2 separate regions of the Oryctolagus cuniculus genome follow, and region 2 is linked to region 1. A link is a contact called in public Micro-C data. All regions are on one chromosome and are shown on one strand. The core of a region is the stretch at or near the end of the contact, and the rest is flanking DNA. Distances in the headings are between cores, read along the strand shown.

Region 1 (4,287 bases), core at 465-2,964:
TGGAGGTGTATTGGGAGGGGAAGAAATGAGGATAGAGAGAGCAGTTGGAAGGACATCAAAATACAGTGGACTAGATATGGTTAAAACCTAGACTAGGAAAATGAGTGTTGGGATGGGGAGCAGAGGGCTTCGTATATATCAGGAAGTTGAATCAATAGAACTCAGTTGAGCTAACGAATCGGGGAAAGCATTGTGTGTATACTACATGCTTGGCTGTCTTCTCTCCACTTTGCACCGCTGAGCTCATTCAGTCTTTACAAAAGTTTGTGAGTAGGTTCCCTCACTCATCCACATCTAAGGATGAGGAAACTGACATAGTTGGCAAAGGGCAGAGCCAGGATTCGAAAGCAAGCATCTAGTTTTAGCAAGCAGATGCTCATTCAGATTGCTCTGAAATTCCTCTGTTCTTAGTGATAAAATCTTTCTTATGCCTGATGAATCTTCACTCCACGTGTGAATTCTGCTTTGGGCTGGAATCGCGAAGGCTTTGTGAAACCCAGAAGTTCATGCATGGATTTCTGTAAGTCTAGTAAGCCCTGGAACTGTAAACAAGCTTTTCTGGTGTGTGTGTGTGTGCGCGCGCGCTTTAGCATTTGTGTGTTGCTTTTCTGAGGAGTGGTGGCAAGGCCTTTTGACAGATTTTCAAATAGGTCTTTGATCTAAAAACACATAGCAGAACATTGCCCTAGAGCAGTGGTTCTCAAAGTGTGATCCCTGAGCCAGCCTGCTTCCCGATACTTGTTAGGAACACCAACTCCCAGGCCCCATGCCAGACCCAGTAAATCAGAAATCCTGGGAGCGGGGCTCAGAAATCTGTATTAATAGGTTTTCCAAGTGATTCTGCTTTGTGTTCAGGTTTGAGAACTATGTCCGTGCCTACAGCAGCCTACGCATGAACGATGGAGCAACAAGATCCGCTCCTGGTCTGGGTGAGATTGCACAGTGGATGTGACATCAAGCAGAGGATCACAAAGCCTCAGAAGGCTGAGATCTTTGGGTATTGTCAGGCAGGAAGCACTGAAGCCTGCGCTTTGAACTGTGCCAGTGTTTCAGACAAGGCATTCGCTGAAAGCATCCGTGCAGCTCAGAGCAGGCATCACTGGGGGATGCTGAGCTCTGGCCTCGCTGACTAGAAGATGCAGGCTGCAGACTTAGCAGCAGCCCCACAGCGCCTCAGAGGCCAGCCTCTCCCCTCTCCCACACAGCTTCCTCTATGCTGGACTTCACATATCTTGTGTCATCCAAGGTACACAGACCTCTAATGACATTTCAGCAGAGGATCATTTGTCTGGGCTCCCAAGGCAGTTAGTATCCACTGATACCCTAACCACCCACTGTGAGGCACCAGGGCCCCTGGCCCAGTTGACACAACAGCTGTGCAGTCTGGGTAGGATTCCCCCTCCCCCCTGCCCCGCGATGCTGGACTTTCCCCACATCTTCCTGGAAATATGAAAGGTTCCAGGATCCACCTGCAGTGCTTGTGATGGGAAGGGTGGGGGTTCATGGGCCCGGTTCCCCTCCGAGAGCCCAAGCTGGGCCTCCTCTGTTCTGCTAAGTCACAAAGCTGGAAAGCACTTAGGGTAGAGAGAGCCTGTGTCTGCTGGTCGGCTTGGAAAGGTTCTGGGAATTCATTATGATCTAAACAACTATTCCAGCTATTCATGTGACTCAGCCCCCGAAATCGGGATCTTCCTGGGTCCAAAGAGCCCATTGCTGCTGACTCAGGGCTGAAAGGGCACCTTGTCAGCCCTCCTGGGCTCCCCGCTCAAGCTCCTGCAACCGCCATTCCCAGAGGACCCCAGAGGGAAGCAGACATGGCCGTAAGCTTCTCGGAGTGTCCAGTTTCATTTCTAAACAAGCAGCCAAGCTCCTCCACTTACAACTACACACTGCACACATCTGTCAGTCTGCTGCACACTCTGGAAGTGTGTGGAGGGGAAGCAATCAGAAAGTCACTCACACATCACATACTCATGCACACACTTAGAACATGCATGTCCGTCCCGGACCCACTGGGCGTCTGGCTGATAGCTAAGGACTCTGAGCCAGAGAGGCAGGGGCTGTGTCTGCCCAACCATTCAGCGTTCTGGCAGGGAAAACGCATGAACAGACATTGAGGAAGTAATGGAAAAAGTGCTTTAGCAGAACAATAGAGTGCTTTGAGAATGCTGAGCGGCAAGTGGCAACCCTTGCTGGCATTCTTTAGCAAGGAGCAAAATTCAGAGAGGGTAGATAGAAATTGCTTTAGTCTATGAGAACTCGAAAGAGGAGACAATGCCAGCAACCGACATGGCACAAGACAGAACTTTCTGGGAAAACAGGAGAAGGCTTTCAGAGGCAGAAGGGCAAGAAGACCAAAGTGGTGAGCTTTACGGTTCGCCTGGTGGTTTGTTTTTTCTTTTTAAACTTGAAACTGGTGGCTTGGTTTCTCCAAAATAGTCAGCCACTCAAACTTTGCTCCTTCATCTGAGGGAGAAGAGGGGAGAAAGAAAAATCACATGCCACTGGATGAAAATTAAAGACATTTTGCATGTATGATATCATATCTCATTAAACACTAAAAAATACACACACATAGTAGGTATTGAGACATAAGAATTAAGTAGGCAGCTGAAGTACGGCTGAGCTGAGATTAGAGCCTACATTTTTAGGATATACACACTAACTGTGCATGTAGTTACATAATATGACAAAACACTCATATCCCATTTTATAGGCTGGCAAATTGAGAGCCAGGCAGCCTCTCCAAAGTGCAAACAGCAGTAAGTGGGGTAGCAGGACTTCAGGCCCAGGTCTGTCTGAATTCTACATCTAGACCCTTCCCCTCAGACCAGCCTGGCTTTCTGTTGGTGGTATTTGTTTTCTATTTTGAGATCAGATAACATCTTCCTTTAGGATCTATAATGGGTCTTGAAAAAGCTTGTGGAAAATGGATATTAGGAATAAACTATGCCTAAATTTCAAACTCTGTGCACCAAAACACACTTAGAATTTTATGATTTATTCTATTTATTTGAAAGGCAGAGTTACAGAGAGAGGTAGAGAGAGAGATAAATCTTTCATCCACTGGGTTCACTCCCCAAATGGCTGCAACAGCCAGAGCTGGGCCGATCTGAAGTCAGGAGCCAGGAGCTTCTTCCAGGTCTCCCACACGGGTGCAGGGGCCTAAGGACTTGGGCCATCCTCCACTGCTTTCCCAGGCCATAGCAGAGACCTGGATCAGAAGAGGAGCAGCCGGGACTTGAACCAGCTCCCACATGGGATGCCGGCACTGCAGGCCAGGGCTTTAACCTGCTACGCCACAGTGCTGGCCCCACACTTACCTTTGAATTCTAGGATCATGATTTTCATCCACCTCAACTTCAGAATGAAATGTTTAATTATAACCTAAGCACACTTCTGCATCCCCTTATTCGCTCACTCAATACATTTATCTTTCATATTCAGCTCTCCATGCCAGACACAGGTCCTGAGGACACAGCCATGACACAGGCAGGAGGCAGGAGGTGTTCTATACCCAATGTGTAACAGGAAGAGCGAGACAGGAGATGAGAGTTCTGTGTCCAATTTGTCTAGGATCAGTGCAGGAAGTAGTACTATAATGATAGCTAACACTTGAATTTACTACGTGCCAAGGAGCTATTCTAGGTACTCTACATAAATTAACTCACTTACTTCTCACAGGCCTAGGAGGGAAGTAGGGAAATCAGCAGAGGCTTCCTGAAAGAAGCATCCAGTCAGCCTGGAAACAGGAGGATTCGGGCACGCTAAAGAGTGGATGTGCAGGAAGTATAGTTGAGGACTGTACTGCCTAAGTAGCCCTTAGGCACAGGAAGCCACTGAGCACTTGGAATGTGGCTAGCCCACATTAAGGTGTGCTGTAAATATAAAATACTGGGTTTCAAAGTCCTAGTCCAGCAAAAAGTAGTGTAAAACATCTCATTAATGTCTTGTATTGATTATATTAGGAGATGATGATGTTTTGGATATATTGGGTAAAATCAAATATATTATTAAAATCCATTTGACTTGTTACTTTCTATGTAGCACCAGGGGATATTGAACATATTGTGACTGGCCAGTGCTCCTCTGGTAGCCCGGGAATCACCAGGGACAGGGACATTGGGGAATGAGATCTCCAAGGCAGTGGGGAGAGCGACGGGAGAAGAGAGGCCAGGATGCTGGAGACAATTGCAACAGCCAACCTTCTACATGCAGTTCAGAAAGGGTAAGTGTAACCCAAATCTGAGATGCTGGGGTTCCATGACTTACTTAAAAGTGTGTCTT
Region 2 (4,287 bases), core at 1,269-3,768, 160 kb before region 1:
CTGTGTTACAATAACCTCTCTCCAATCTTCATCACTCCAACTCTCTTATCCATCCTGCAGCCAGAATAAACTTATAAACCATAAATCTGAGCATGTCACTAATTGCCCTGGAGACATATTTCAAATTCCCTTAAGTGGTTCAGCTGACCCCTTCTCCCCAGATCCCCCACCTCACCCTTTCTTGCCCAAGCCCACTAATCAATCATGCTTCATGCCTGCATGGCTTTGCACATGCTGTTCCCAATTCACATGGTCCCTTTTGCCTTTCTCCAGTCCACTCATAGCCAGGCCTCCTAAGAGCTCAGAATCTGTCTCCAACCCCCTACTGGGCCACTTGCCTTTCCCTAAACTCCTGAGAATCTTATGCATATCTTTCCCAAGCACTCATTTCACTATCAGGTAATGTCCCTCATCAAACTGAATTGGAGCAAAGTGGATGAAAGCTTGAAATCATAGGCCAAGTGTGCTTTATCTTTACTTCCCTAAAGCTTGCCAGAACGACAGAGTGTGTGCCCTGAGATGAATGAAAAAAATGAATGAATGAAGAACTGATTTGAATGACTTCTCTTACATCACCTGAGTGGATTTCATGCTTCTCCTTTGCAAAAAGGTGGACAGGTGAGAGGTTAAGTGACCTCTGCAGTATATTCTGGTAGAGTAAGCATTTTCTTTTTTTAATGCCCTGGAGGGAATCTCACTCTGGGAGTTTAAGGGCAAGTCTTAATAACTCAAATTGTGTTAAAAACTGATTTCAACTAAATGAAAGTTAGAAATGTGAACCAAATTCCAGGAAAAGACAAGGCCTATAGCACAAATTAACACAGGCCACCTCCCTGTAAACTTCCTGATTTCATCCAGAAAGACACAGCTCTCCACTCCACCCTTGGGGTGATTCCCTCCTCCCAATACACATTTTGACTTCCAAACCCAGCCATGAGGACTCTCCATCTCTCCCCGCCTCTCAAAATCAGACTCCACGCCCTTTTCATCCTGCAGGTCGAGCCCAACCAGCCATCCTCAGTAACAGTCCTATGGACCTCCCAGCAGGCTGCTATCCTGGGCCAGCTTCTCCAACAGCCACGGTGACAAGAGCCAGCCAGGACAGACTCCCAGGAGCCCATCAGCAGTCATCTGGAGGGAGACCCGGCCAGCAACTTAGAAAGGAACAATTAAAACATACACGTGGTGGATCCTAGGAAAGAGGGGGAAATCAAGCAAAGACAAAGCAAAGCTACCACTCAAAGAACCTCCACAGACTAAGAGAATATTCTCTTCTTTCTTACTGATTTGCAGTGCAAAGGCATCATCACTTCACCCCCCCAGACCTCACATTTTCAAACTTGACCCACAGAGGACTGGTCTTCCGTTTGTTGGCCATGACTGACCCTTTAATTTAGGGACAAAAACAGTGTTAAGACATAAAAAGTGCTTTCGTGGAAAAGAGCCAAAGAGCAGGGAAATTCAACGTTGTGCATCTTTTCCCATCTTTAATTAGTGAAATAAATAAAAACGGCAAGATGGGGTGAGCATTTGGCTAAGACACCCCTTGGGGTATCTGCCTCCCCTGCCAGTGTCTGGGTTCAAGACCAAGCTCCACTCCTGATTCCAGCTTCCTGTTAATGTGCACCTGGGCGACAGCAGGAAAGGGCTCAAGAAGCTGGGTCCCCACCACTTATTTGGGAGACCCATACTGAGTTCTGGACTCCTGGCTTCCACCTGGCCCAGCACTGGCAGTTTTGGACATCTGCGGAGTGAAGGAGCAGATGGAAGATCAGGCTGTATAAATGTTTCCCTCTCTAATTCTGATTCTCTGCCTTTCAAATAAAACAAGAGTAAACAAACAAAAAATGTTTTAATGGCAAGACTCCCCTCCCCCAGGCTTCTACCCAGAACTGTGAGCAAACAGCATTAGCCCATTTCAACTGAACCGCAGCTCAAGTATTATCACAAACCGCCAACAGCTGGAAAGCTACAAGCAGCCCTGGCCTTAAAATGCCTTAGGTAGCCACACTCAGGATTAACAGGCTCCAAAAATGCTTGGAGGAACGTCAAAAGGGGCGGTAAGGGGGCAGGGAGGCTAAGAGAAGACCTGGACATAGCCAAGCGATAGTGGCCAGAGAGGAAGGACCCTGGGCTCAAGGGCAGCTGGGGTATGCAATGAAGGCCGGACCGCCCTGTCCTTGGAGTGGCCAGACGGACGCCTCACCCAGGAGATGATAGAGGGGATTCAACAAAGTCCTGGCTGGTGTGAGGCTTAAAGGACTGAAGGCCCCGGCCGGTGCGCCCCCGGGGCGGCTGACCCTTCTTCCTGGTCGTGTGCGCCGACAGCCTGCGCGCCTGCAAACGCCCCTGGTGCCCACGTGGGACTGGGAGGAGGGTCACTTACTTGTCCAATCTGAAATTACATTTTAGCTAGAGGGGCCTGCACATTTCCGCGCTGAGCCATACCGCACCGGGACTGGGCGGGCCTTGTCCCGCCCCGCCCCGTCCCGCGCGCGTCCCCGCCCCCGCCGGCCGCGGCCCCTGTAAAGCGCGCTCCGATTGGTCCTTCGAACCGGGCCCGGCATTGGCCAGCGTCGCCCGCCCTGCTGCGTCCGGCTCCTGCAGCCCAGTGGGTGGCGCCGGCGGCAGCGGGGCTCCACCTGGGCTCCTTGTCCTGCGCTGGGACCTGGCCTGGCAGCTGGAGAGCTAGGTCTGCCCCGCTTTGGGTATCCATCTCCAGAGCTCAGCCAGGAAACCCTTGGCAGCCCCGGTAGGGGTGTGTGTCCAACTCTGCTCGGCCCCTGTTTACGCAGAGCTACCACCGATATGGGCCAGTGGGAACACTAATGATACTTGCTGAATGCCTCCTTTGTGCTCCTGAGCCTCTATAGCGTCCCATTTCTTGAGCAGTTGACCACCAGCGGTTTACTGTGGTGGGTCTTGGACACGGAGCTCGCTTCATCCTCACCGTCACACACGTTGCCTTTGCAGTAGACCTCAGCTATGTATCCCTATTTTGTCTATGCAGAGAGCCAGGGAGGTGCTTAGAGCGTTCTGGGACAGAGCTAGCAAGCGAGGCAAGGCAGGCAGGCAGCGAGAGGACAGTACCAAGGTGAGCTCCAACCTGAGCTGGTTCCCTTATAAAAAGGCAGGTTTCGGGGCTGAGGGGACTCCCGATTTAAAGATAGCTTGTCTAGCATGGAGGCCCAAGACTTTTGTGTTCCAAGGACACTGAGGTCCAGAAAAAGGAACTGATCTGTCAGGACACACCAGTTATGAGAGGTGAGTCTCAGTAGCAGTGACTTCATCGAATTATGGGCCGAAAAGGAAACAGGTCCTCTTCTCTTGGTCCTACAGGTGGGGGTACTGGAAACCCAGTCTTTGTGCTCCGTGGCTGGGAAAGATCCTGGCTTGGGATCCTTTTCTGCATCAGGATTGTCCACCTTTCATTTCCCACAAATATCTGTAGACCTAGAAGTGAACCTGAGATCTGCTACTTAACAGTTGTGTGAATCAAGTATACAACAGGATCATCAATAAGACTTGTCCATCTTACATTTCCTGTGAAGAGCAAATGAGGGAATAGATGTTAAAATGCTTTCTAGTGTAAGATTCTGAGTGCCCGTGAGCCATAGTTTTCAGATACCCCAGGAATGAAACCAATAGTAGGTGTTGCTTGCCTCACAAGCCACAGCAGGGAGTCTCTCCATGGCTTGACTTGAACTAGTGTGGATTTGCTGCCTGGCCACCAGGGATGGCTCTGTTTCTGGGATTTTTTGCATTTTATTTTTTATTTGTTTCCTCTTATTGTCATACTGTCCATAGCAACAAGAGCATAGTGACTGGAGCTCCAACAGCCATCTTGGATCTTGAAAGGACCCCAGAAATGAAAGCCACACAAAGCAAAGCAACAAGGTGAAAGACCCTGGGTACCTAATGCCAAAGGGCACAAGACCACAACCACCTGCTCTTTTCCAAACCTCCACATGAATAAAGGAAACAGTTTCCTTAGGTAAGACACATTTATTTTAGTTTTCTGTTACATAGAGCCAAACCTCATCATATATATCTGACCTCATGCAACTCTTAGGGCAACCTTATAGAGCAGACACAGGCCCAGTGAGTATAAATAACTTGTTCAAGGTCATTCAGCCAACTTGCCAAGGTGAGTCTAAACTGGGTTTGTCTGAGTCTAATTCTATTTCTCTTTTTCAGTTATTATGTGTTACCTAGTATGAATGAATGAATCTGTTTTTCCATTTACTTCCATTCCATTCATTTTTTTTTCTCTTAAGATTTGTTTAT

What was found. Hi-C and Micro-C count contacts between places; a contact is called where the count stands out from the background.
Region 2: a Micro-C map of ear pinna shows a contact between it and region 1, with 2.5 times the contacts expected there. The contact joins the promoter of FGGY here to the enhancer-like site in region 1. A contact is called at or near these places in 2 of 6 Hi-C or Micro-C datasets (ear pinna and an unstated tissue).

Annotation. Positions count from the first base shown.
Region 1 is chr7:113,877,912-113,882,198 of mOryCun1.1, forward strand. No RefSeq gene overlaps it. Among named protein-coding and RNA genes, the nearest start is that of FGGY, 160 kb to the left of the region's middle. Within about 2 kb of position 1,715, at least 4 of the 8 cell types and tissues checked have an H3K27ac peak or open chromatin away from gene starts, as enhancers often do. A contact at or near this core is called in ear pinna, where this site is marked.
Region 2 is chr7:113,714,011-113,718,297 of mOryCun1.1, forward strand. FGGY (FGGY carbohydrate kinase domain containing) reads right to left here and starts at 2,519. Exons shown (of 16, transcript XM_070078420.1): 1 at 2,387-2,519. It overlaps LOC127493452 (a long non-coding RNA gene), which reads left to right and starts at 2,597. Exons shown (of 4, transcript XR_011390692.1): 1 at 2,597-3,264; 2 at 3,808-3,994.